Linked DNA regions of Danio rerio: region 2 is linked to region 1. Evidence: chromatin contacts called from public Hi-C data. All regions are on one chromosome and are shown on one strand. Each heading gives the region's core, a stretch centred on a gene start, on an enhancer-like site or on the middle of the called end of the contact. The rest is flanking DNA. Distances are from core to core; before and after follow the strand shown. Region 1 overlaps ephb2b (eph receptor B2b). Region 2 overlaps ephb2b (eph receptor B2b).

The links. A called contact is a pair of places that touch in the nucleus more often than the background predicts.
Region 2: a Hi-C map of embryo shows a contact between it and region 1, with 1.6 times the contacts expected there. The contact joins two enhancer-like sites.

What each region holds. Positions count from the first base shown.
Region 1 is chr11:30,323,666-30,331,621 of GRCz12tu, forward strand. The region is part of intron 1 of ephb2b (eph receptor B2b); the gene reads left to right. Among named protein-coding and RNA genes, the nearest start is that of ephb2b, 8.3 kb to the left of the region's middle. Within about 2 kb of position 2,921, at least 5 of the 62 cell types and tissues checked have an H3K27ac peak or open chromatin away from gene starts, as enhancers often do.
Region 2 is chr11:30,411,546-30,419,501 of GRCz12tu, forward strand. It overlaps ephb2b (eph receptor B2b), which reads left to right. Exons shown (of 17, transcript NM_001327743.1): 3 at 1-224. Among named protein-coding and RNA genes, the nearest start is that of ephb2b, 96 kb to the left of the region's middle. Within about 2 kb of position 5,181, at least 6 of the 62 cell types and tissues checked have an H3K27ac peak or open chromatin away from gene starts, as enhancers often do.

The sequences.
Region 1 (7,956 bases), core at 1,671-4,170:
CCTATCGAGAAACTTCACTTTTGTTTTGTTTGAGACAGTATCTTTAACAAACTTGCCAGTAAAAAGTGAAATTAAAGAATAACAATAATAATTTTAATGTGACGTCCTTACTTTTAATCCAGATTTTTGACTTTCTTCAGTCTTTGACCACATCCTTGTGACGTGCTGGCATTCACATAATCTGTAATTAGTTGACTGCTACTATGGTCAGGTCCAGGCAGTTTCCTGCAAGCGCTTTGAGTGACTCTAAAGCAGACATGCCCGAAGTAGGACCCGCAGGCCAAAGTTGGCCCATTGTAACCATTGATTTGGCCCACCATCCCATCTGAGAAAAGAATGAGAATGAGGGAGAGGGTTGGGGTGAATACCTTTAAAAAAACACTGTCATTTATAATTTGACATAACCTTTTTTATTTTATTTTTATTTATTTATTGTTGAGCTACCAAAAAAGCATGTTTAAGTTAAATGTTGTAAATTAATCTGGCTTTTTAAAATGTAAATAATTGACATTGGTAAGCAAATCAAGGCAAAAACTAGTGTAACTCCATGCTGTCATAAATGAGATTGTTTTTGTTTTTAATGTAACAACATCACAAAATGTAAAACAATGCTGTATAGGTTAAAATACAGTAAAGCAATGTTTTCTAGTTATTTTGAAATGTTATTAAATAAATTAGGAAATTAAGCGCCACTGTGCCTCAGTAGGTACTGCTTTTGCCTTACCGCAAGAAGGTCGCTGGTTCGAGCCTCTACTAGGTCAGTTGGCGTTTCTGTGTGGAGTTTGCATGTTCTCCCTGCATTCGCATGGGTTTCCTCAGGGTGCTCCGGTTTCCCCCACAATCCAAAGACAATCCAGTACAATTGGATTGGGTAGGCTAAATTACCCGTAGTGTATGAGTGTGAATAAGTGTGTGTGGATGCTTCCCAGAGATGGGTTGTGGCTGGAAGGGCATCCGCTGCTTAAAAACGTGCTGTATAAGTTGGCGGTTCATTCATTCATGACATAGTATTGGCATTAACGGCTTATCTACAGTAAATAATGTTGGATGTGGTAAAGTCACTAAAATGCTCATACATTTGTGCAACAAGAGACCATTTTATTTTAATAGTTTCTGGAGCCATTTAAGGTTGCATGTTTTCTAACTTTTCGAACGCACATCTGAATTGGTTCATTTGTGCTCCTGTATGATTTAGTAGCTACAACACCTGCAACAATCCCCTAAAAATGACTCACAAAGTGAAATTTTGAATTACTTTGGATTGTTGCATGATAAAACTGAAAAAAAGATAAAATAAAATCCAAAATAGCAACAGGAAACATTGAAACAATTTTTGGCCACTTCATATAGCCTAATTGTGTTGGAAAAATGTTTTTTTTTAAATAACAATTTTTATTTGTTATAATTTGTACCTTTATTTAATGTATTTTTTTGTTGGTCAGTTATCTACAAAATAAACAAAAAAGAATACATTTTAGGTGAAGTGACATGCAAATAATACTGTTTTCAATAGGGGAATTATGAATAAACTTCAAGTAGGCCTATTATAAAATATAGTATTTCTGACTGTTTACTTCATAATTTGAGTTTTAAATTACAGTATCGCAATACCACTTAGTATCATGATACTTCAGCTGGTAAAGTATCATAACGTGAATTAATAAATATAAACAACCCTACTTTCTACCACATTCCTCTTCTCTGGATCAGACCGAAGAGTGATGTCATTTGATCTGAATATAGGCTCACACACTCCCAGTGAAACAGAAATCTCTCTCCATTAGTAGTTCATTATACCCTACCCTGCATTTACAATGAATTGTTAATTTTCTAATATTTTGACATACAACATTTTTTTTTAAACCTCCATTAATACTCCACTAAGCACTCGGCTGAATTGTAATTAGTGAGGACTCTGCTTCATGCCTGCCAAGGCTTCTGAATATTCATAACTTGGTATCGGTTGTGCTTTCTTTTTCATCTTGATTCATGTGCATACTTTAACCTTACCAAGTTGTTATTTCACACCAGTTCTAACCTGTCTGTCCTATCGCAATGCAGAAGCATTGTTTACAACAGCATGACTCAAGAATTGTTTGAAAACTTTAAGAGTTGATTGTGTTTAATGACTTTAATTTGTGCTGGTTGGTTGTTATATTGGATCAGGCTTCTGCTTTTGTTGTGATTAAAAAATAGTTTTCTTCTTCCCGGCAATTTTACGCTTTCGCAAATTGCAATTAAGTTATTTGTTCTAAACAAACTTTAATTACAATTGTAATGTGCACAAACACAGCTGTTGACAGTCAATTAAAATCGTTTGCATCCTTCATATTTTCTGTGCATATATTTAACTATTTGAGTGCTTGTTTGAACAGCGTCTCTGAAGGTAAAGGACCGTATCCTTTACTAATAACAATAACATGGCATTTTGACCATTACCTGAGCTTGACTGACTGGTGTTAGTGTAGAAAGAGGACAAATGGGGGTCTGTAACACTGTACTGCATACAGAGCATAATTGAGTATGTGGTTGAAGGTCATGTTGGCTTTGCTTGAAACGGCTAAATGATAGCTGTGTTTTTTCTACCTTGAGGTGATAATTGTTTCAGCCTGCAGTACAAGTCGAGGCTCAGGCTGTGGTTCGGGACAGCGATAGAGAGACGTTACCAAGAACATATTTAAATCGTGTTATCATTAGATCATCTAATCTGTGTTCGTGCATAGATTAATGCATCCTAATCAATCCATTTAATCACATCTAAGTGCTTACTGCTAGGTCAGAATGGCTCTCTCTCTTTCCCTTCGGCCTAGTTTGTGAAAGCGTTTATCTTTACTGTAACCAGATGCAGAGCAAACTGTCTCCTGCAATTTACTAAGCATTCTGCAAAACACATTGGAAATGAAATATGCAGGCAGTCCTTTACTCCTTAGAGCTGTGAGCAATGCGATTACTCATGCATATGTGAGCTCCTATTGTTCATGCTATGTTTATGTAGCCGTAATAATACGCCCAGTTAAAAGGTGGTCTTAAGGGATGAATATCCGTCACGCACGTCATATTGTGAGTGATTCTAAACCTCAAACATCACTTTTGGATTGTGGACATATTGATTTTTGTTCAGTTCATACAGTATATATGGCCCTCCAATGTGATTTTTGCTGTACATTGCACTTGTGGCACTGGAAGCAGTTTAGCTAATTAAGTTTCACTTGGCTGGTTGTCTTAAGGGGCTAATTAAAGGAGCCTAATTGCATAAAACCAGCCCTTGCTTTGTGTAAGCAAGGCCACTTAACCACTGTTATAGGACCATTTTTGAGAATCAGAAAGCTTTTTGACACATTAAGTGTCCACATTAACCACGTTTTAATAACATTTGTTAGATCAAATGCACTTGATACAGTTGTTTCTACGATGTTGGATCAGTGTCACATGGGAATGCAAGTGGCCAATTATAAAATTAGGCTGAGAGAACAAACAAACTAATGAATGATCATCCTGCCTGCACCTGTGAAGAAATGCTAATGTTACTTTTGGTGGGTAGTTAGTTTCTGAAAGATGAAACACATTTCACTATCAATCTTAATCGAACAGTTCACCTAAAAACAAGATGTTGTCATTATTTTCAGTCCTTTTTGTCATTTTAAACCTGTATCACTTCCTCATTTATTTATTTATTGTTTGTTAATGTATGCAAGTTCATACTATGAAATTCAATAGAGTTTAGTATATCTTTGAACACTGAATCTTACCAAATTGGCTAAAGTAAAAAGCAGACGTGTCTTGTATTGTTTATATAATGGTACACATGCTAGTCCATGCTAGAGCAGTGAACCTTCACTGGTCTCACAGTTCATTCATTCATTCATTCATTTTCTTTACGGCTTAGTCCCTTTATTTATCAGGGGCCGCCACAGCAGAATGAACCGCCAACTTATCCAGCAATTGGTTTAATCCAGCGGATATCCTTTTAGCCACAACCCAACAATAAGAAACACCCATACATTTTTGTATTCACACACATACACAACAGACAACTTCATTTATTCAATTTACCTGTAGCACATGTCTTTAGACTATTGAGGAAATCCTCGCGAACATGCAAACTTCACACAGAAATGCCAACAGACCCAGTCGAGGCTCGAACCAGTGACCTTGCTGTGAGTCAACCGCCCTACCCACTGTGCCACTGTGACACCACAGTAATTCTAGTATTAAGATTTATAAGTATATTTTTATATTATTTGTAATACGATTTTGTCTTTAAATACAAGCAGTCAGATATATAAACTGTACCTTTAATTTGACTTGCTCAAAGAAAGCACTCCTTTTGAATGTATCAAACAAAACACAAGTAGGTGCACAGAACAACATACGGAATAACTAGTTGGAATCTATTACTGAACCACTACCGAATTGTCCGCTTCTGCATCGCGGTGCACAGAAAAAATAATTTATTTTGACACCCCTACTGCCACCTTTTTAAAAAAGTAACATTATTCAAATGTAAAAACAGACTTTTCATAGATTTCCAATGTTTAATAGGCTATGATGTTGTAGGCATGGGCCGGTATAAGATTTTGACGGTATGATAACCTGGGATAAAAATATCACGATTTCACGATATTGTGATTACTGCTCTAAAATATATTCTTTTTAAATATCTGAGTAAAAAACAACTTTTTCCCCTTTGAACACAATATATTTTATTTTGAGAAACATTTAAATTTTTTTTATAACCGTAAACATGTCAGGCTAAAAAATTCAAATGAATCATTGTTTTCTGCTGTCTTCATTTGTTTCAAAAACACAGTTTCTTTACAATTTAAAATGGCATATTTGGACGGCATATACCGTTTGTCCTTAAAAAAAAAAACTTTTAAAAAATCTTACACATACGTTAGGAACAATAAAAATTTTGACTGTTTTAAAACCTTGACTTTGCCAAACAGCGATATACCTTGAAAATGGCTATTGTCCCACGCCTATTATGTTGCTAATGTTTAGTTTCTTGCCCAAACTAATTGTTTTACTTGATAAGACATCAATGGATGATCAGTAGCCAAGGGCATTCAAATTGTTTTGCGTTTATATGCCGTTTTGGGTCCCAAGTACTGTAGCAATTAATTTGCATTGTGAAAAAATCTTCTTTGATGCTCTACTAAAAAAAATAATCCACTTGTATAGTCTCGAGCTGAGTAAATACTATTTTGGGGGGGGGTGAGCCATCCCTTTTAAGAGAAATCCTCCTGAGCTGAATGAAGTGACAGTTGGGTGTTCTTGCAGGAGGTCAGACCTTGTTCGCACACACTATTACACATCTGCCTTCCATCAAGGCGTTCGACAAACACAGTTCCTACGAAGTGGTGCAGCGCAGCTCAGTGTCTCCCAGAGTACAGTCTGTCTTCAGAGATGAAGGCAGGCTGATTGCACCCTCATCTGCATCACAAAGGGAAGCCGCATTCACCTGAACTGCTGGTACCCTGCACACACACACTTGACGTCTCCTGGCATTTCCACTGCCGCATGATGTCTGCCAGGCTTTGACTGTGTACCTCCTCTCTCTCAGGCTGGGGGGCTGACGGCTTGACTTATACTGGCTCCTTAGGGATATGACCCGTGGTCCTGTTATAACTCAGCCTGATGTTATTGCTTTCATCTCTGTCAATGGCAAACGGTCTCGGACCACTATGACGCTGACTCTTCCATTGCAGAGGGCTAGGTCACAACATGCACTCTCAGACGAAAAAGCTTCCTCTTCCCAGAAAGGAGTGCAAGGGTCTCTGTTAGCCACAGGATGCCTTTTTTGTTGCTTCACTTCGTTTAGATGCCTGAATGCTGTAATGGATGCCTCACAGTCTTTGTCCCTCTGAGGACCCTACTATTTTCGTAATTAAACAAACTGTGAATTCTCTGCATTCCGGTCAATCGAACCGTAGGAGTGGGAATACTCAGCCAACTTGGGTTAATTTGCTTAAGTATAAACATTCATTGATTGCTACCATAGTATTTTTTGCATTGATGGCTTTCCTTCCACACTAGTGCTGAATTACACTTCGCACTCGGTTGTTTCCGCAAGAATCAGACTGCTTTGGCAGTGCAATGTGAGCTGGAACAAACACAGTTTTGGGCTATGTGTCAGCCTTCTTTCTCCTTACGGGATTAACACCCGGACTCCATTCCCAGGCCACCTGTGACTTTTTCATGGCTAATCTAAGTTTGCATGCTACAGTCCCTCTGGTGACAGAATTATGTTCAAAAATGTAGGGGGTCCAATTGCCACTTTCCTGCATCGCTTAATAAAGGACGATTTGAAACCAAATACAGCCGCTTGGCTTCCCTCCACTTGTGTTTAGAAATTCTCCACTAGTGGATGCCCAGGCTGTTTTTGACAGACCGAGCTAATCAAAATTACCTGTCGCTGAAAGGCGAAGTGCACCACAGAGAAAAAAGTGTTACCATGGAGCTATTTGTTTGCATATAATTGCATTAGTTTGGCACTGAGGGAATTAGCAGAGATAATTGAGCGATTTGGCCTATAGCTGTGACTTGACTGCCGTCAGAAAGGGCGGGCGGTGTAATCCTCTGTTGTATTCCTATTAGTTCATAAGTAATATGAGTCCTACTGAATGTCTGTGATCCTTTGTTATTCTGACCAGAATTTGAAATGTCTGCATCATGCTGGAAGCTGTAATTACATGTTTATGATTTGTTGCTTTAATTAATTGTGTATAATTGTATATTTCCCTATAGCAATTTACATTTTATGCTTCAAATCAGCCACTAGAATAAAACAGAAAGAGAAGTTGGAGTTGAACTTGAGGAGAAACCAGGAGTCTCAGCAACAGAATGGTGATGTTATGTTGTATTAGGGGTTAAGCAGCTGCAGTCTTATTAAATAGGACGGGCCCATAATGAACTGCCTTAACTGTTCTCTGAATTATCTCTGATAAGCAGCACGGGTGGATTGAGCTTAGTAAGGGGGCAGCAGGTGGGTGTGATGGTCAGTAGATTTAGGGAGGCTTTAAGACATCTTGTTTACTTATTAAATGTGTCTAGACATTGAAACCCTCTTTCGAGATGAGGCTTAGTTATTGTTTTTTGTAAAGTCAGGAGAATATTTAGTCCATAGATTGTATATATCTAACATTTATTTACGCAATGCAAATGAAGACTAATATGTATTTACATTTCCTTGCATTAATCACAAATTATAATCACATGCCTTTATTTTTTTTGTGAGTGATGCAGTTTTAGGGTGAAGCTGCTCATTTCATATATTGCAGTATATTGCAGTCACTGGCAACTTTATTAGGTATACTATACTAGTACCCGGTTGGACCCCTTTTTGCCTTCAGAACTGCCTTAAGCCTTTGTAACATAAATTCAACAAGGTGCTGGAAATATATATATATATATATATATATATATATATATATATATATATATATATATATATATAATGACATTAATAAGATTTTGGTCCATATTGATGGACATCACGCAGTTACTGCAGATTTGTTGGCTGCACATCTATGATGCGAATCTGCCCTTCCACCACATCCCAAAAGTACTCTATTGGATTGAGAACTGGTGACTGTGGAGGTCATTTGAGTACAGTAAACTCATTGTCATGTTTAAGAAACCAGTCTGAGATGATTCACACTTTATGACATGCTAGAAGTAGCCATCAGAAGATAAGTACAGTGTGGTCATAAAGGGATGGACATAGTCAGCTATAATACTCAGGTAGGCTGTGGCATTGACTTGATGCTTAATTTATACTAACAGGCTCAAAGTGCGCCAAGAAAATATCCCTCACACCATGGCCTCTGGCATCAACAAGGCATTTGCTCCCACAGAACTGCCACTCACTGGATATTTTCTATGTAAACACTAGAGATGGTAGATCTGCAGTTTCTGAACTACTCAGACCAGTTCGTCTTGCACCAACAACCA
Region 2 (7,956 bases), core at 3,931-6,430, 90 kb after region 1:
GTGCCCTCGTACCATACGTAACGGAGCGATATTTCAGGAGACGCTTTCGGGAGCAGAAAGCACTTCACTTGTAGCGGCACGGGGAGTCTGTATCCCTAATGCTGAGGAGGTCGACGTTCCCATTAAACTGTACTGTAATGGAGATGGAGAGTGGATGGTCCCTATTGGTCGCTGTATGTGTAAAGCAGGTCACGAGGCAGTGGAAAATGGAACTGTTTGCCGAGGTAAGAGCGCTCTTCTGATAATATGTAGTGGTCTTGTTATTGTTGCACAGAACTCTTTTCATTTTTAGGTCACAGCTGCTTCTGACCCTGAGTACTGGATAGAGAAAAGTCTTTGTTTGCTGGTCTGTCTTTTGGTTATGTCATGTTATTAGCGCGGTGTCCTTGTAGTTTCATGTTCAGCTTGTTTTCTTTTTAACAATGTGGATCACGCTTTAAAAAGATGTCCTGTAGATGCAACAATGCTGATTTTTTTGGTCAATTAATTATAATAACTCATTACTGAATCATCCCGTTAGTGACAGTTAATGCATTGCACAAAAAAGAAGTTCAAATTAATCAGACAGCTTAGGAAGAATGATTATACAGCTTATAATATACTTATTATACAGCTTTTCAACACACAAATAGTTATTACTATACAAGAAATTAAAGCTGCAGTAGATGATCTGCCAATATGCTAGCGATGGCATAATAGCTTTGAAAATGGACAACTCTCCACTTCCGACCAAAGCCACGTCTCGGTAAGTCATGAACGCACACTGAATAGTTGATGATCTGATGACAATAGACAACTTTAGATCATGTCATTCACCAGTTAGAAAACTCTATGAAGATATTCACTTTGTCCAGTGTAGTTGTTGACAGGCCAGCAGGTGAATTATAGTTCCCCAAAACTGCCATTGGGGTAAAGTTGGTTTTATATTGGTACATTCAGACTTTCTCCCTAATAATACAATTTCTGAATAGTATTGTTTGCCAATTCTAAATAGTGAAATCATCTAATCAGCCACTGACTATAAAATACAACATTGTTCACAGTCAGTGAAATAGTGCTAATGTTGTTTTGAAGTCATACCTACACGCTGTTTCAGACTGAATAATCGAAGTAACGTTAGATAGAGTGGGAGTGTCACAGTTTGTCTCCGTTCAAAAATGAACGAATGTGCGAATATAAATCAAACCTCAATTCAGTAAAGCTGGTTAGGCAGAAGAGCCCTATTTACTTATGTTTCATTATTTAACTAAATAAAAATCAGACTAGAAAAAGGAGTTCTACGAACAGAAATAATCCTGTCATTGTTTTACATTTACACTTACGTTACCAAGAGAAAGAACAACTTTTCACTTTCAGTTTTATTTGCTGATTGTCATACATCGCTTGTTTTCATCTCCATTACGCTTGAACAACTAAATGAACGCTTGGGTCCATTTAACTGACTATATTATAGATGTTGTACCAGATACCCCATGAACTTAAAAATAGCCAATTTTTCACTGGACGTTTGAAACACACTGTGCATATAAACCCAATCATGAATGAGAACATACTCTACATAAGCTTTGTGTGGCAAAATGTTTTAAAACATACCTGTCTAAAGGTAATACTTCAGCCATGGTGTCACGCTTCTGATCGCGGTTTTGAACTGCATAACGTCATTTAAAAGTAATTCCGATATTGATTTAGGATTTAGAAAAGTTCTGATTCTTCATTTTTTGGCAGAAGCCCTTTCAAAAACCATCTTTCTTTTGATGGATACACAGCCACATTGGTCTTTCAGAATGAGGTCTTTCAGGTTGATGCAGTTTTCCTGATGTCTCTCTCATGCAAATGACATATCTATCTGCGTAAAGAGACTACACAGAAATACACATTTAAATTTTTGTCTCTTAGTTTATTAAAATACATATAAATACATTTAGATCATTTGCTTTAATCAGTACTATTGAAATGCAAAAAGACTTTCAATCTACAAAACAAATAGACACAACTGCACCTTTAATTTATCAATCAATAGCAACAGGCTAACGCAGAAATTTTATTGAAAATACTAGGCTAAAATAAACTGCCATATTTTGAAGACATGGCGGGGGGAAATGGAATTTAATGCAGTGATTCTTGTCTGATCTGAGACCCACTTCATATCGTATATCTATCAGGCAGTGAAGATCGCTGATTTTTAAAGAAATCAGATCTTAAACCTGATAATTTTAGTAATGGAAAGATCACTGGAAGCCCTTGGGCTGCCTGGCTGAAAATTAAAAGTCTGTGTGCATTCTCCATTATTGCACATACAGTATAATATTGATTTCAGCTTCGTTTTTAATTTGCTGGTGTCAGCTTAAGGTTGTTAAATGATATAAAAAAGAGCTTTTGATTTCAATTTTAATTATTACGCATCCTAAGTAAACATTGCAGTTGAAAACTCTTGTGTCAGCATATATTAATTCAACAAGGTTATTTACAAAATGCAGAATGTAATAAGGATAAAAAATATATATTTATAAAGGATAGCATTTTTTTTATTGTAATAAGATATATCATTTAGTATTCTGAAATGAACTACAAGCTACACTTTGTTTTTTCTTTCAAGCCCAAGGTCTCGAAATGGCCCGCTGTTGATGTTGTGGTTTCGCTGTGATATCCCAGGCAACTCAAACATGTTCATGTGGGTAGTACGGCTGTGTTTTTTCCCCCTTTCACAGTATCCCTGTGCAGCATCAATGTAAGCTGGCCCTTTCACAGCGTGTGAGCGTATTGATCGTTTCTTATCCAAACCCCAGTGCTCCTCTCCTTCAGCCTGCCTCACCTGTAATTCAACTCGCTCTACAGCGGGAGCTCTCGTTTCGCCCGATGGCGGGTCCTGTTCCCACGGCAACGACAGCCTTCAGACAGGCTCCACGCTGGCACAGACGACACAATAAAACGCCCACCTGTGTTTCAGACCCCCCCTTCCCTTCCGCACCCACTCGCACAGACAGACAACGCACACACTCGTGAGGCTGGCTGTAATTACCACACCGGCTCCCCGTCTAGGCCAGGATGAGCTGTGATAATAGCCACTCATTGCAGGCACTAGCAGGGCGGCGCTCTGCCGATACGCATTCAATGACAGTTAATGAGTACGGTCACAATCCTTCCTCAGGAGCACCTGCCGACAAATCGTCAAGCAGTCTACTCTAAATTGAAGAGCCTGTGTAATTATACACATTTGGATGTTTTTGGCCTACATGCAATTTACTGCAATGCTATGGATTTTAATATTACAAGTGTCTGCTTGGACTTGAGGAGTCTCTGTAAACAGCCGAGTCTAAAAACAATGTGCTTGTAACATAATGGAGAGGTTCATAGTCAAATCAAACAAGCCATAAAAAGGTGCTTCTAATGCCGTTCACATCACACTGTCAGTGTTTTGCTGAAAGACTGTTACTCCTAACAGAGAGAATAATTACCCTAATCACTTGGTATTTAGCTCATTTTCATAAAGCATTAGCGCATATTAATGCATTGAGGAATATTTCATAATATTTTACCGTGGCAGGAGCTGATTGCAAATCTGGGATAAAAAGTCGTAATGTAATATCATTTCTCCAATCTTGCGTCGCCATTTATAATCCCATGAGCTAGATAATGTTAATGAGGCGCTAGCACTGACCTAGAGAATAATGACAGAGCATTTGAGGATTGGCTCTGATTACATTTGTTTTGAAGTTGTAGAAATGACTGAATTATGCTGGAATACAGTGCATTATTTTCTAAAAGCACAACAGCCTCCAATATTGTCTGTAGGGATAGTTTGGGTAGATGTCTATGGCTATTTATTTTTTAACATTTTGAATATACAATGTAATTGTATTATATGTGTATTTTCATCCATCCATCCATCCATTCATCCATTGATGGTGATTAATTGAAAAGTAATCGAAATCGACATACAGAACCTGTAATCTATAAAATTTTTCCAGGTCAATTTTTTCAATTACTTTCCCTAAGGTGTGTGGAGTCTTGTAACCCCAATCTGTTAAGGCTGATTTATACTTATTATATTATGATTTGTACTTATTATATTATTCTGTATGGTCCGGTGCAGCCTCTGTATAACCATGTAAAATATAACTACACGTCGCTACAACGTGCGCAAGCTTTGTGATTGGTCAGTTTGGTAGCAGTGACAAGGGTGGACAGTGCGGAGAGTCGCGTTTTAGGCCATGTGTGTTTTCATTTCAGTTGTTGATGTTCAATAAAGGATCATAGATAATAGTTGGTGTGTTTTAATTATTTTAAAATCAAGTAATGCAATCCAGAAATCTCTAACTGGTAATATGTGAGCATATTTACTGTACAAAACTGGTCAGTGAACTATGAGGGAAAAAACATAAAATAAATAAATAAAATAATTGTTCATTAATTGTCATCGACTTGTTCAATGTTCATTTAATCGAGATTTTAGGTCAAATCGCCCGTCCATCCATCCATCTATCCATCCATCCTAATTTGTACCAATCAAAATACACTTTAACCAGGACTGTAAGTGTAGTTAAACTATATTGTAAAACATTACTGAATTAAATAGATATATTTTATTAGACTTTGTTTTTATTTTTATATTGTAAATATACCATTTATTATTATTATTATTATTATTATTATTATTGTTATTATTATTATTATTATTATTATTATTATTGACTGCTAGTATTTTAGATAAAATGTTTTTTTTTATTTTACATACATTAACGTATGTATTATTCTTTGTATTACTGTATAAATTAATGTTAAATTATTTATTTCACTTAAAATGTATTTTATAACAATAATTTACTCATTGCGAACAAAGTCGTATCTTGCTTGAGAATATTATTGAATTATTTGGAGTGATAGCTCTTAGTGGGGCCGTGTACTATTCAGATTCACAAACTAATTGCAAAGAAGTCAGTTCTAGCATCAATTCAGAATGTTCAATTGTTTTATGAGGACCCAAGGCCATATTTAGAAGAAAAAAGTTTGATGAGAACAATATTAAGCCATCTAAGATGAAAGGTTATTGATGGTGGTTGCCTGTATTATACATAAGCGGTTTCTATCGAAGTCTGCCTTCGATTCATCCAGCCATTTATCTCTCTGGCAAAGGAAAGCTGATACCACTGCGTGAGACAATGTCAGGACTGTGGTCAGTGGTCGGGGGATGGGTTGATGTAAGAAAGAGGGGCTTTTTAACTGCTGGGAGTCGGGCGTAATGAATTGATTTGTGGAAGATGTTTTCGCTGAGATGCCATGGTATCCATTTACGTTGTGGGTTGCAGTAGGTCATAAGATCTCCAGATGAAAGATCTATCTCGCAGCTACTTTCACAACTCCTCCAACACTTTATGTAGACACCTCTTGTAGAACGAGCATGTAATTATGCATGCTTCAATTAAGTCTTCTGCAGGGCTTTCAACAGATAACAATTCTTTGACCTGACGTGTGTCAAAATATTGACAACATACCAATTTATGGATGTTCACGATGGCACTGAATTCTTGTCACAAAAATTAAGAGCGTTTTGCTAACAATATTACATTTCCTCCCAGGGAGGCGCCATAAGTAAATGAAGCAAGCCAGGCTCTTTTAGCAGAAATGCCCTTCATAAAGGCAGATCTGATTTCGTTTAGAGCTGCGTGAAACAGAGACCCTCTGGAGACGCACAGGGTCTTGTACCATTTCAAATGAACATGTTCTGCGAGAACGTGTTCATTTGAAATGGTAGCAGAACACTCAGAAGGACAAAATAGACGACATGTTCATGGTTGCTGGGTCTTTATGTTGCCAAACAATAGTCATATTTTCCCAAATTGCAATCTGATCACACAATCTGTAGAAGAATGGCTTAGATGTACAAATATGGAGATAGGTTATTAAAACAGCTAGGCATGAGCCGGGATACGTTTCTGACTGTATGATAACATTGTATGAAAATATCTACTGTTTAATTTTAGGAAACATTTATAATATTTTGGAGCAGTAAACATGTCAGGCTAAATAATTAAAATAAATAATTGACTTCTGTTGTCTTCATTAGTTAGTTAGGCACAGATTTCTTTGCAACACATAAAAAACACATAAAAAACTAAAACAAAATTGCATATACCTTAGTAATGATTTATTTTTGCAATTGCAATTTTAAAAACCTTGACTTTTCCAAACCACTGTAAACCTTAAAACCAGTTATCGTCCCATGCGGCAAGTGTTCAAAATGTCTTGAAATGATCTTAAAGTAAGATAAATTCCCTAGAGGTCATATTAAAAGGAGTGTTTATATTAAATATATGTTTTATTTAATTTACTTAAAAGTTTACACTTAACAATTGATTAATAATAAAGTTAGTTTTGCATGCTGTCCCGGGAGAGAGCCCTGAGCCGAGAATATCCACGAGCCCAGGACTTCCTCCCAATTGAAGGGCCATTGGAACTCCCTTGCTTGTGAGCGTGTTAGGAGTAGCTGAGACATAGCTGGCTAATAGTTTGTCTTAAGATGCTACTTTGGAGTAGGGAAAACCCACACGAGCATAGGGAGAACATGCAAACTCCGCACAGAAACACTGACTTGCCGGGTGAGGGGTCGAACCAGTGGCATTTTTGCTGTGAGGCAATAGTGGTAAACATTGGGCCACCCTATCAGGAGAAGGATTTGAAAAGGGGATTCCTTAAGATGAAGATGACTGAGGTGCAAAATTCAGGTAATTTATAGTGAGTCAGTATTCATCTGAATAGGGCAATATGAGGAGCTGATGCAGGACCAGCTGTGATCAATCAGTAGTACGAGATCCTCTTGAAATTAGTCTATTAATAAACCGCCCTTATCACTAAATATGTGGATCACTTTTATTCATTGTTTACTTGCTTTTACCCACATATGAGCCGGTAGCCATTGAATATGCATTTTTTTGAATCACATTAAATATTCTATTGACCAAAAAAAGTCACCAACATCTTGATTGTCCTAAATTTACAGCAAATATTACAGGATTTTCTCTTTGTTCACTTTTAATAGTAGTTTTCGCTTTTAATGTTCCTAGAAACTCGATGTATTGTTGTAGAAATACATACACCCGGTAAGCATGAACATCAAAAGAACACAAAGAAATGCATCGGCACTAGGGGACTTCTTTGTGAAGGTATATTAAGCTACATGGCATTGTCGATGAAAGACATAATTTTAGCTTGGGCAAAAGCTGATTGGGTGCAGACCTTCCACCTGTTGAGAAGTCCTCATGAACTTGAGTCTGATGAAAGAGAGCGAGCAGCTTTACAGTGGTAAACATTACTCATGCGTTCCTCGGGAGTGCGGTTGTGTGATCCAGATCTACAACAGTTTATTTATGGCTCCACAACGATACAGCACTATTTCCCTTAGGATGAAATATGTGTCTTGCTGCATGAACATTTCATTTATGGCATCCAAACTTTAGACATTATAAACGGGAAATCCCTCAAAGCTGTTGATGCTAAAGCACTGCAGCAGACGACACTCGAGAAGGACAAAATGTAAATAATAATGCTAGGAATAATTTGTAGCCTTACTCTCGATTTCCACAAAGCTTTAAGCTTGAGTTAGTAGGAGAGTGTGGAGTGATGGCACATTCAAAGACAGAAGATTAAGGCTGGGGTTTGATGTAATCTAACTGTAATTCTCAATACCATAAAGTAAAAAAGACAAAGACATCCATGTCCTGATGAAATCGAGGTTAAGGGAAGCAGTAGAGGACACTGGAGCAGTAGCATCCCTTTGGATTCCTGGTCCTGGCAACTTTCCACACAGACGAGGCTTTAGCAAAGAAGTCATCATGATGCACAGACGCCACTGTGGCTCGCTTTATTTCCCATGGCGCATCTGCTTTTAATGATAGCTCTAATTGGCTAACAGCGAACGTGGGGCACTGTTATGCTTCTGGTCAGCCTGAAATCCCATGG